Regions from separate parts of the Lactuca sativa genome. Here region 1 is linked to region 2. Evidence: chromatin contacts called from public Hi-C data. All regions are on one chromosome and are shown on one strand. Each heading gives the region's core, a stretch centred on a gene start, on an enhancer-like site or on the middle of the called end of the contact. The rest is flanking DNA. Distances are from core to core; before and after follow the strand shown.

What was found. A called contact is a pair of places that touch in the nucleus more often than the background predicts.
Region 1: a Hi-C map of leaf shows a contact between it and region 2, with 3 times the contacts expected there. The contact joins the promoter of LOC111878496 here to the promoter of LOC111878497 in region 2. A contact is called at or near these places in 3 of 4 Hi-C or Micro-C datasets (leaf and seed).

Annotation. Positions count from the first base shown.
Region 1 is chr4:58,569,397-58,575,591 of Lsat_Salinas_v11, forward strand. LOC111878496 (probable pectin methyltransferase QUA3) reads right to left here and starts at 4,092. Exons shown (of 7, transcript XM_023875005.3): 1 at 3,485-4,092; 2 at 2,704-2,907; 3 at 2,390-2,600; 4 at 2,034-2,295; 5 at 1,584-1,958; 6 at 1,396-1,491; 7 at 844-1,330. The coding sequence starts at 3,919. The coding sequence ends at 1,108.
Region 2 is chr4:58,196,185-58,201,762 of Lsat_Salinas_v11, forward strand. It overlaps LOC111878497 (homeobox-leucine zipper protein ANTHOCYANINLESS 2), which reads right to left and starts at 2,577. Exons shown (of 10, transcript XM_023875007.3): 1 at 2,115-2,577; 2 at 1,915-2,047; 3 at 1,526-1,782; 4 at 1,328-1,445; 5 at 541-1,230; 6 at 332-433; 7 at 31-237. The coding sequence starts at 1,986. It overlaps LOC111878593 (protein ALP1-like), which reads left to right and starts at 3,845. Exons shown (of 1, transcript XM_023875114.2): 1 at 3,845-4,600. The coding sequence starts at 3,845. The coding sequence ends at 4,600.

The DNA of each region.
Region 1 (6,195 bases), core at 2,842-5,341, 370 kb after region 2:
TATATATATATATATATATATATATATATATATATATGAAACCGAACTGAAAAAAACAGAATAAGTAATTTTAAATCGTATCAATAAAATATATTTTATCAAATTATTCCTTTCATTTCTTTCTATTAAAAAAATCTAAGAAAACAACCAATTTTCCAATCAATATCAATTAAAATAACCAAAAATATTACGATACTCTTGGTCCTCTTATATAAAATTAAAGAGTCAAATAGATATTTTTCCATTAAAAGGCTTTGATTTTATTTTCTTCATTAGCATTATTGGCATTTGACATGCATGCAACTTCTTAAAGTAATAAAATCTATATAGATCCAAAGTCATGAGATAGACGTACACGGAAACTAGGATATAAGTACACACTTAAAATATGTTGTATAAAATACAAAGTTTGTTTGAAAAATAAAAAATACAGATTATTGTAGTACTACATACCTAATCGAAACTTTTTATAACATAAACATTTCATGTATTGACATTTGATATTTGAGTCCAACTCTTTAGATGAGTATATTTAAAGGCCATGAATCTTAAATATTATTATCATTTTTTTTCTGTGAAAAAGCCTAAAGATTACATAAACCATATAAAGAAAAAGGCAGCATATGAACATATGCAAACATGACAAGTAACCCAATGTGATACTAAAAGCAAACCCATGTTAACATTTAGATACCATACAAGTATCCACATGTTTTGTTACACTAATTTAGCATCATTTCCACATTTTATACATAAAAAAAGCTTACCATAATTTAAAAAAATGGAATCACATGATTACGATTTCATGACATGGGTCCCACAAGACATGATTAAGGAGCAATGTGGATAAACTTATACTTATTTCCTAGTTAAGTATTTTGTTACATATAACGTATCACAAACAAATACACTAACTTTATAAATTATCTAAACAGACATTACCATTTACCACTATCCATTTTTTCATACATTTTCTTCACGTTTCTAACATATAACACTATTACCCAACAAAAAAACAAGAAAAAAGGTTGTGAATTGAAGCATAAAAAAAGAAGATTGAATTTTAAAGAGAATTAATAATACCTATAATATCTCACAAAATACGTGTCAATGTGAAGATGAAGTTAATGTCCAAAGAGGTTTTGTAGCCACCAAGATTCTGTCTCTTCCTTGTGATTCCGGTTCTTTATTATGTATGGTGGATTTCCATCTTACGGAATCAGCAATTCTATTGATTTTTGTGAGCAATTCCGGGGAATCACGGATTACAACGCTTCCTTGAGGTCGTAATAATCGGTCCATTTCCACCATTACATCCACAAGATTACATCTGCATCAAAAACCATCATCCATAAGAACAAGATTGCAAAAAAAAAATTAAAAAATTAAAGTTACCTGTTCTTTCCAGTAACAGGATCTTTAATGAGGGATTCAATGGAAACCACATGGATGAAGTCATAAGTTCTAGGGTAACTTGAAAAAGGTTCACACCTGATGACAAGACAAGAAAATAATAGTTTTAATCAAAAGATAAACTACAAATACAATAATCATTTTATCCAAAACTAAAAACAACAACTTACCAATCATGATAAACACCAATTAGACCTCGATCATAAATCACACCTAAAGTTGAAGGCTTTTTATCTGCAACAACATTCATCACCCACAAAGGATCAGAAGTCAATCCAGCAGCAAACCCTCCAAAAAACGCGTTCATATCCATCACATTTCGCACTGCAGGAGTCCCAATTTTTAGGTTTAATGAGTTTTTATAATAAAAAATCCTCCTTTCCCATCTTCGTGTATCAGCTTCAAATATATCATATCCATTTTTAATCAATGTAGCTCTTGATGGAGCTTGTTTTAGCCTTTGTGGCCACTTTGGAATTGTCCCAACAGCAATTTCTTCTCTTATAACAGTCGTCTGACTCACACATTTTTTCAGCTTCACATACCTGCATTAAAAAAAAAATACATTGTTTCAAGCTTTCAAGAAAGGGCAAAAAGTTTCAACTTAATAACAAGATTACCATGCAGAACTTGGGTCATCAGACTCATCACAAGATTCAAGCCCTAATTCATTTTGATTCTGTAGACATGAATCACCAATGGGTTTTTTCCAGATAACAGTATTCCCATCTACAACAATTAACTCATAGCATAATGCTCTAGCGACTGCTTGAAGATCAGCCCATTCTTTATCTTGTTTGGGCCATTGTACAGGTGGGCCAGAGATGACTAGGTATCCACCAGGGCGTAGTAATCGGTCAACCTCCAGAAAATATGTTGCATCTGTTAAATAAAATGTTGTTTCTTTTAGTAAAAAGTAGAAGTATTCAAGTACATGATATGGGAAATATTATAAAAAAGGTAAAAGTAGACTCACTGTATGCAGTAAAAGGGATCAAACAACGAGAGCAGTGCATTAAGTCAAATGAAGCTGCAGGAAAAGGAAGTCTGCGAGTGCCAAGCATCAAAACAAAAGCGGGAATTCCTCTTTCCAAAGCAAATTGTATTTGTGATTTGTGTGAATCTCTTGGAGCAAAAGAGAGTGTCAAGATGCCTTCTTCTAGTAGGTGACCTCCAAAACTAGCAACCTGAAAAGAAAAAAGAAAATGGTTTTTTTGGTTAAAACTTGAAAGGTTTTGGTGACAGAAGGAAAGAGATGATACAAGGTTTTTTTTAGTTGTTGGTTCTTACCCCACATCCCATATCAAGAGCTGTTCTTAGGACCCCACCAGAAATAGGAATGTATTGTTTGAGTTTTGCAATGTATTGTGTGGCTCCATCTGGAAACATAGTGCCACCACCTGGAAAGATGAAGTATGGACCATCTTTTTTCATCCATCCTTGATGACCTTTCCTGTCTGCTATTTTGTTATATGGCATGTTTTCATGCCAAATCTGCACAAGAAAGATAAAGGGTTCTTTATTATAGGTCATGTATATGTACAAATTTGAGCTATATGAAACTACTACACAAAACCACAAGTCCACAACAGGTATTTGTGCTCTTCAATGCAGCTTGAGAAGACAAAGAGGAACAAAGAACTTTTCAAAAGATCATATTAAATGGGACATGAAAGCATGATCAAATTATAATGCAATAGTTTTGCATCACACTATGGTTACAAGGATTCATTCAAACATTGCTCCGTTTTCGTTCTGGCACTTCATTGTCCACGAGAGCTCATTCAGACAATGTATGCATCTCTTAACATGATCAAATCTATATCAAAACCCTAACTTACTAGATATTCATAGACTATGTGTGGCATCTTATGACTACTGGTATATATACATGTTCAGGATAAGGACAGAAAATGTAGCTACTCAGGCAACAGTTTGACAAAACTATCTAACTGAATTTGCTAACTCTGATGTTCAAATCTGAGATACTAGAAAAACTCTAATAAAATGCTACAGCAACCCTAAATAGAATCAGATAAGCAGAAATCGGAGATATGGTAACTAAATTCACCTTGTGTAAGCTCTCAGGCCATTGAATCGGGACATGATAACCTTGAGGCGCAGGGATCAAGCACAACGACGTCTCATCCGGCGACGGACAATGCCTTTCCCGGTAGAAATTCATCTCCCTGCTAAGCTGACTGTTCCTGGTCGGATCTTCACAGGGCATGTAATCCACAGTGTCGGCAGGGCATGATTCAATTTGCGGATGTTTACCGGCTTCAACCAGAGCAATGAGTCGGTGGCGTTGCTTTGGATCGGCGGTGTTGGAACGGATCAAAGCTTGGCTACCAGAGGCGGCAAGGGAGTCACCGAGAGGGGTAAATATGAGGAGAAAGAAGAGGATTACGACGGCGAAGAAGACCATGGATACGAAGTCGAGAAGTTGCCATTTTCGGGTGGGAATGTTGCGTTGCTTGGGTGAAGTGAGATTGATATGCCCCATTGATTTTGAGAGGATTGTGATAAAGCAGAAATTGAAGATTGGGAAGTATAGAATCAAGATCTGATCATAGATTTGTGAGTAGATTTAGTGTGTGAAGCGAGTGTGAAAGGGGACAGAAAGGGAGAGAGGAAGAAGGAGAAGCGTTTCTTAAGCAAATGTCCATATTTTCATCTTCATGTGATCTAGGGAAATAAATGTAAATACTAATCACTTTTTTTAATGATAAAATCTCACACCAAATTTAATATTTAATTTGATTTATTGTTTGAACTTTGATGTGATTAATTATCTAATAAATGTTTAATTATACAATTAAATGTTTAAATACGTACAAAAGTTTCAAGAACATGAGGTGATTAAAGCTTAATTTATAATTTCAAGTAATGATTTCTATTGGTGAAGAGAAAAACTAATGTTGATTAAAGAAAAACAGAAAATGTTAAATTTTACCAAAACTTATCATCTTATTATTATTACTAAGGTAGGTAAGAAATGGTTTATGGGAATTAGCCTAATTTAGGTATATATCAACAGATATCGAAAAACAAAAGTACCACTTTATATTAAATAAAACAATAACTCATAATAGTGATATTTACTAATAATATATATTAATTAAACATACAAAAATATAAAAAAGAAGCGTATGAATCACAACCAAAACTATCAAATTCAAGTAATGATACTATTAAAATAAAATAAAAACCAAACTAATATTCAAAGTTATTTTCTTGAATACACTATATTAATGTATACCTTATTTAGCATTAGGAGTGTTTGACAAAATATGTATTATCAATGATCTTTTCTCATCAAAGGTAAATCTATCGCAATATTACATGTATTGGCCGAGAATGACATGAGCCAATATACAAATTACATAAGCGGCTAATACTATATATTAATTTGCTACACTAACATCCCCGCTCGCAAGTTTGCTACCATTAGATATTATGTGGCCTTCTAAATATCCAACAATCTTCGGTTGTTGGCCTTCCAAATCTTCTATTATGAATAAATGTAAAAATATAATAGGCTTGGAAATCCAAGTGAATTAACTTAGAGTTAACTTTCGAAGGATATTGAATGAAGGCAACAATCCAAGTCCAAAGTGAAACGCCGAAAATGCCACAAATAATGGGTAGAAACATTTAAATAGTAAGCATTTTAAACCAAACTAAAATACATCACATAGATATATACAGTAATATTTATGCTTCTAGATTCCCAAATTCCAAGTCTCTACAATCAAGCAAAGTCCTTTTTCATTCTAAGGGTAAGATTGTTAACCCGAAGTCTAAACAAGATAATAGCATCACACCTAAAACCTTTCTTAGAACTTCTAGTACAAAATTTAGGATCAAACCTACAAATGGCTTGGCAAAAGGGAAAGTGCTCGTATTTATCATACAATAAATCCCAACCATTCTTAGGAACAATAACAAGTATTGAGCCTAGCCAAACCACTTTTCTTTTGGTTGGCTGGTTTGGAGCCCTGGCTTCTATTCAAGCTGGCTTGGGTTTTTGGAGTTGCGGCTACAGTTGGTCTTGTCATCGACTAACCCTTTTTTATGGTTAAAAGTATCGTCTCCTTCTCATTCGTGTCTTGCATTTTCCTTATTGCTTCTACATACCGTCATTATCCTCTATTCAATTTCTTCAACATGTTGTTATGTTTCCCACGGTGGCGGACGCAGAAAGTTGTCATTGCAGTGGCACAATTTTTTTTCGTCCGAATATAATAACATAAAAAAAAGTACTAGTACATCAAACCGATCCATTACTTCTTAATATTTAAATTTGACATCTACGGGTGCACATTTTTTGAAACCGATCCATTTCTAACATCCATAAAATTCATGAAAATTTAAAACTTTTTCAAGCATTCAAAAACCATCATTTATTACAAAAAGTTTTCAAAATAGTTTCATATCAAAGTATCCTAGAAATCAAATCATAAAAATGAAAGGAGATGCACGATCACGCATTCGCCTTCCCGCGATCATCCGAAGTACCTGAAACAAAATCCAAAACTGTAAGCCCGAATCTTAGTGAGTTTCCCCAAAATACCAACGTCATACAAACCATAACCATATAATAACAAACAGGATGCATAAAGAGTCTACAGTATGATTGGACCGCCCTTACCGATCCTTCAGTCTGTTTGGCCCACTCTCAGAACCTTCAGCATGTCTGGTCCGCCTCATCGGGCCTTCAGCCTGCCTGGACCGTGCTCCGAGCCTTCGGCCTGACTGATATGCCCCCATGCCCTGTAG
Region 2 (5,578 bases), core at 1,327-3,826:
TGAACTTTTTTGAAGTCAACAGTGGCTTACCTTAGAGTAGCCATTTGGCATATCTTGAACAACACAACCGGAGGGAAGCCTCCTGCAACTTGAAAAAGACGGTGAGTTTTCCCGGATTGTATCTATTGATACATCAACCACCGCCCACACGCCTTCTGCATGTTGCTTGCAAAATCGAAGAAAATTGACCTCACGAACAGGAACTAATGGGGAAAGAACTTGTAACTCCGCATGCATCTAAAATATTTATATTTAAATTAATAAAATGATTGAAAACTATATAATAAAATAAAATAAATTAATAACTCCGGGATTTTGATCCCAATATTACCAATTGAAGTGCACCGTTTCTTGTTCCTCCCATGCCATTTGAAATCACATCGGTCGTTGAAGTTCTAGCAATCATACACGGAAACATTTCCGCCCATTTGTTCTGATTAAAAAGGAACGAAATTAGGTTAAATTGTTCGTTGGAAACATGTAAAAGATAACGGAAATGGAAATGGAATCAGAATCGGGATGGAATGGAATGGGAATTACCGAATCCATGAGTGTTTCGACGAGAGCCAAGCTATTGATGATTACCATTCCGGTTTCCCGTGAAGCTTCGGAGACGTATTCATTTGGTTTCAATCCGATGCAAGGAGTAATAGCTCTTGAATACTCATTTGGGTTCATGATTTCACGACCACCTTCTATGCGAAGCCAAAGTGGTTCATCTGTTTGAGCTAATTTGACTAATTCATCCATGGCAGCTAACGCGAGTTCAAGGTACATGGATCTTTCAAGGGAATGATCGATTCCCATTACGTTATTACTTGCTCTTGAAGATGGAACAACAGAAGAAGCGGTGGAGATTCCGACACCGAAATCGGGTGGGCCTAGAGGTAACGCTGAGGCGGTGGAACTGAGAACTCCACCACCACCGAAATGATTGTTGCCGCCAACGCCAAGTTCTAAGCTAGAGTTTGGCATGGGAGGAGCCATGGAGGAGACGGGGCGGCCGAGGAATTTTCCGGCGAGTGCACAAACACGATCTAGTTCGTCTTTTAAGCGAGCGTTTTCGATTCTGAGGTGTTGTTCTTCTAATGAAATATCACCTATCATGGCCGGACCACCACAATTTGAGCACATCGGGTTCCTCATTGCTTCTCGAATTGACATGTTTTCGGCTCGAAGCTTATCATTTTCTTGTCGAAGAATTGAATTCTCGTGACGCTCTAATTGCGTCTGGCAACCATAAAATAGAAATTTTGAAACATAAGGTGTCAGTCTTTTTCAGATGATTGTCGGAAAAAAGATTGAAGTTGTTTACAGTTCTTCTTACTTTCATCTGTGTACGACGATTTTGGAACCAAAATTTGACTTGTCGCGTCTCTAAACATAATCTTCTGCTAAGTTCCAATCGTTGTTTTTCATCAGGATGTGGGCACTCTTTGAATAATCTGAAAAACCCCATGAAAAAAGGTTTAATCTTTTTGATTGAACTAGTTTTAGAAAAGAAAAAAAAACGATGTAATTGTACGCTTCAAGTTCTTGGATTTGTTGAGGAGTGTGACGATGGTATCTTTTTTTTCGTGGTGGTTTTCCGTCGTCGGCATCGGGATCGTCACCCGAGGCGCCACCATCCATGTTATCACTGCCAGATCTACTCTCGTGCTCCTCATCGCGGCTCCTTCTACCGCCACCGCCACCGCTGATCTCGTAGCTTTCTGGCATTCTTCCGATATCACCAATCCCACCTCCTCCGCCTCCACCTCCACCACCCTCCATCGTTGTTTGCTGAAATATAAAGAAATAAAGTAGATCAGTTCATACACACACCACAACTGTCAACGCCACCACCAGCCATTTTCTGTAAAAGAAAAAACACAAGTATGTGTGTGTGTTTTAAAAAGAAATATAGAGGATTACAAGAGCAAGTGAAAGGCCGGGGGAGGAGAACATGGACTTGGAGAGAGGCTGAGACAAAGCGCCACCGCGCATATTATAAGGAATATCAGCGACGATTCTAGCACCACCACCTCCTCCACCGTCGCCGGCGTGACTGTTATCAAGAAAACCCCCAAAACTCATGAAATTTCACTTCACTTGGATAAAGAAAAAAAACCCACCTTTGTTTATTTAATAAAACCTACACCCACTTCAAAGTTTCAAACCCTTTTTCAATATTCATTACACAAATTCATCGAAACACGAACAAATCTTTCTACGAATAGATAGAGCAAAAACGGGTTTTCTTTCCAACTCACAAAATGAATAGAAAGAAGAAATGGGTAGAAAATAAGAAAAGAAAAAAAGACTCTCTCTCTCTCTCAGTAATTGGTGGATTGAGGTGGATTTGTGGTTCTCCCTCTCTCTTTCTCTCTCTAAGAAAATAAGGAATGTGCTGAAACCCTAAATGGGAGAGGGAAGAGCTATATGCATGCTTGACTTTGGCTTTTGGATCATGAGCTGAGAGAGAGAAAGAGAGAGAAGTTAAAGAAAAACAAAAAGATTTCTTGTAAATTGGAGAGAGAGAAGAGATGGGGAGGAAGAAGAAGGAGATAATGTGTGTGGAGCCTTCGAAGCCTTACAAATACAAAACAATCAGAAAAGGTTTCACAGTAAAAAAGGGTCGGTTGGTTGACTCTTCACTCTTTTCATACTCTCTTCTCTCTCACACACACAAACAGAGAGAAAGTCTTTTCTTATTTCTCGATTTTTTTTATTAATTTTTATTTTGTTTATAAATAAACAAATATGACATGCAATCCGCTATTTATGTTAATAAACATTTATTGCTAATAGATTAAATACTTAAAATGTCTTGTTTTAAACAAAACAAAAAATATTTGTGAATTCAAGTCAATAACTCAATATCACGAAGAGAAAAAAACAAAATGTCACTTGGAAATTCTGAAGTTTATTTTCAAAAGGAGCTCTTAAAAACCGTACATTGTTTTGACTTTTGATAAAATAATTCTATCTTCTTATCATTCATAAGGCTAGCAGGTTTGGTGCTGTCTGAGACCGCGGTTCTCTGCCAACTAAGCATGGAACACCGCCCTCAGGGTGCGGTTTCCTGCGGTCTAAACCGCGGTGCGGCCCCTGAAGACCGTGAATTCTGATTGGGTGGTCACTTTTTGACCGTTGAAATGCAAGATTCGTTTATTTTTTTTTCTTTTTTTTTTGTTTTTTCTTTCCTATATATACACATATCAACTTAACTTTTTTTTTTCACAACACAATCTCCTCTATCTTTCAAAAAAAATATTTTTTTTAAATCACTACTCTCCCAAAAATGTCATCTTCTTCATCTTCTGAAGAATTTCAGACTATTTTTTATACCGCTATTGCGTATGTTCAAATGGTGGAACAAACATACAACGTTGTATGTAACAACGCAGCTGCAAGTTCTCAACAGAGAACATGAAGATACATTTACAGAAATCGTGAAGAAGCCAACCAACGTTTGGTGCAAGACTATTTTGCAAAGAATGCCACTTACCAAGGGTATTATTTTCATAGGCGCTTCAGAATGCTCAAAGGTTTATTCGAACGTATAGTTGAAGATGTAACGAGGGAGTGCAGTTTTTTCCAACAACGTTACGATGCTAGAGGTACACTCGGTTTCACTCCCTTACAAAAATGCACGGCCGCACTTCGTCAGTTAGCATATGGCATTCCGCCTGATGCGTTAGACGAAAGTTTTAGGATGTCTGCTAGGATAGCATGAGACAGTCTCCATTTTTTCTGCAAAACTGTGATTCAGTTTTATGGTCCAAAATATTTATGTAAGCCTACACGTAATGACATCCTGCAATTGCAAGCTCATCATGCTAGTGTGCACGGGTTTCCTGGAATGCTAGGAAGCTTAGATTGTCTCCATTGGGCATGGGAAAATTGCCCTACAGCATATCATGGGCAATTTACCCGAGGTGATCATGGTCACCCAACGGTCATACTTGAAGCAGTTGCATCACAAGATATGTGGATTTGGCATGTTTTTTTTGGTTCTCTTGGTTCGATTAACGACATCAACGTTCTTAACCGTTCACCAATATTTAACAACATATACGATGGATCTGCACCAGATTCTTCTTTTCAAGTGCGTGGAACGCCATATAAGTATGGTTATTATCTGGTCGATGGAATCTATCCTGAGTATGTTGTGTTTGTTAAATCGTTTTCAGCTCCACATGGTTCTAGACGAAAGAAATTCAAAAGAGCTCAAGAAAGAGCTAAGAAGGATGTTGAGCGTGCTTTTGGAGCTCTGAAGAAACGGTGGTTCATATTGAAAAAACCAGCAGCTTATTTGGGCGAGGAAAAACTTCAAGAAATCATGTATACATGTATTATATTGCATAACATGATTATTGAAGACGAAGGAAGAGCGATATGTGCGTTTGACGAGGAAGAAATCATACCAGAGACACAACCAATAGAAATTGGTGGCGAAGAGTATATAAACAGGAGAGCAGAGATACATTGCACTGAAACATTTCACAATCTTCGCAATGACTTGGTGGAACACATTTACGGGGTTCAAAACATTAACCTTAATTTGGATCCACCGGATGACCCCGAAGACGAGTTCTCGGATAACGACTTTATGTAGTTTGCTTTAGTTATTTTATTTATGTTTTTTAAGTTTCTAGGGTTATTTAAATGACATGTTTGTGTGTGTTTTTTTTTTTGTAACGTAATGTACAGTTTTTTATTTTTTATTTTCAAGTAATGAAGAATTATGTTTTTTTATTAAAATAGAAGTTATATTAAATTAAAATAGTTAAAAAAAAGAAGTTTTATTATATTAAAATACTTAAAAAAAACAAAAAAAATAAAAAAAATAAAAAGTGTGGCACCACACCCTTAGTGTGGCAAGAAACCACACTTGAGTGGTAAAAAATGACATGGTGCTGATGTGGCGGGGGAGAGAGTGCGATTTCGGTGGCACCACTCCCTCAGCCTAAGATAATTTTAATTTTTAATATTTCATAGTTTGATCTATATAAAACGTTTAGTTTACCTTCGTGGTTTTCATATCCTCCAAGAAACTAAAACATAATTATAAAATCAAGACAAAACTGGAGTAGTTCTTATGGTATTCAAAAAACCTCGGATAGAATTTAAAAGCTTTCAACTTTCGTTAAAAATCAAAAAATTTCTGGGTTTTTGGTCCCTGATACACTTGAAAAGTCGATTTTACCATTTTTATTTTTTTCTATTTTTTTATTTATTTTCGTATTTAAATAATTAAAAATAAAAAATAAAAACTACAATCTCACCCAACATAAACACCTGCAACTTCAAATACACACACACATGGAACTCGAACAAATACCAACATCAAGCTCATCACACGAATTAGAATAAAAATGAAGCATAAACATTGATTACTATAAAAAAAAATAGTTCAAGTCTTTCAAAATTAATATCGATGCTCCATCAAAACTTCATCTCAAATCAGAAACAAAATTATCCAACATACTAATTCAATCAAAAGATCGTTTAACATATTTAACCCACAACAATCTAACACAAATATCACCTGAACACATAATCAACTGAAATATAGAAAAATACCCAAGAACAC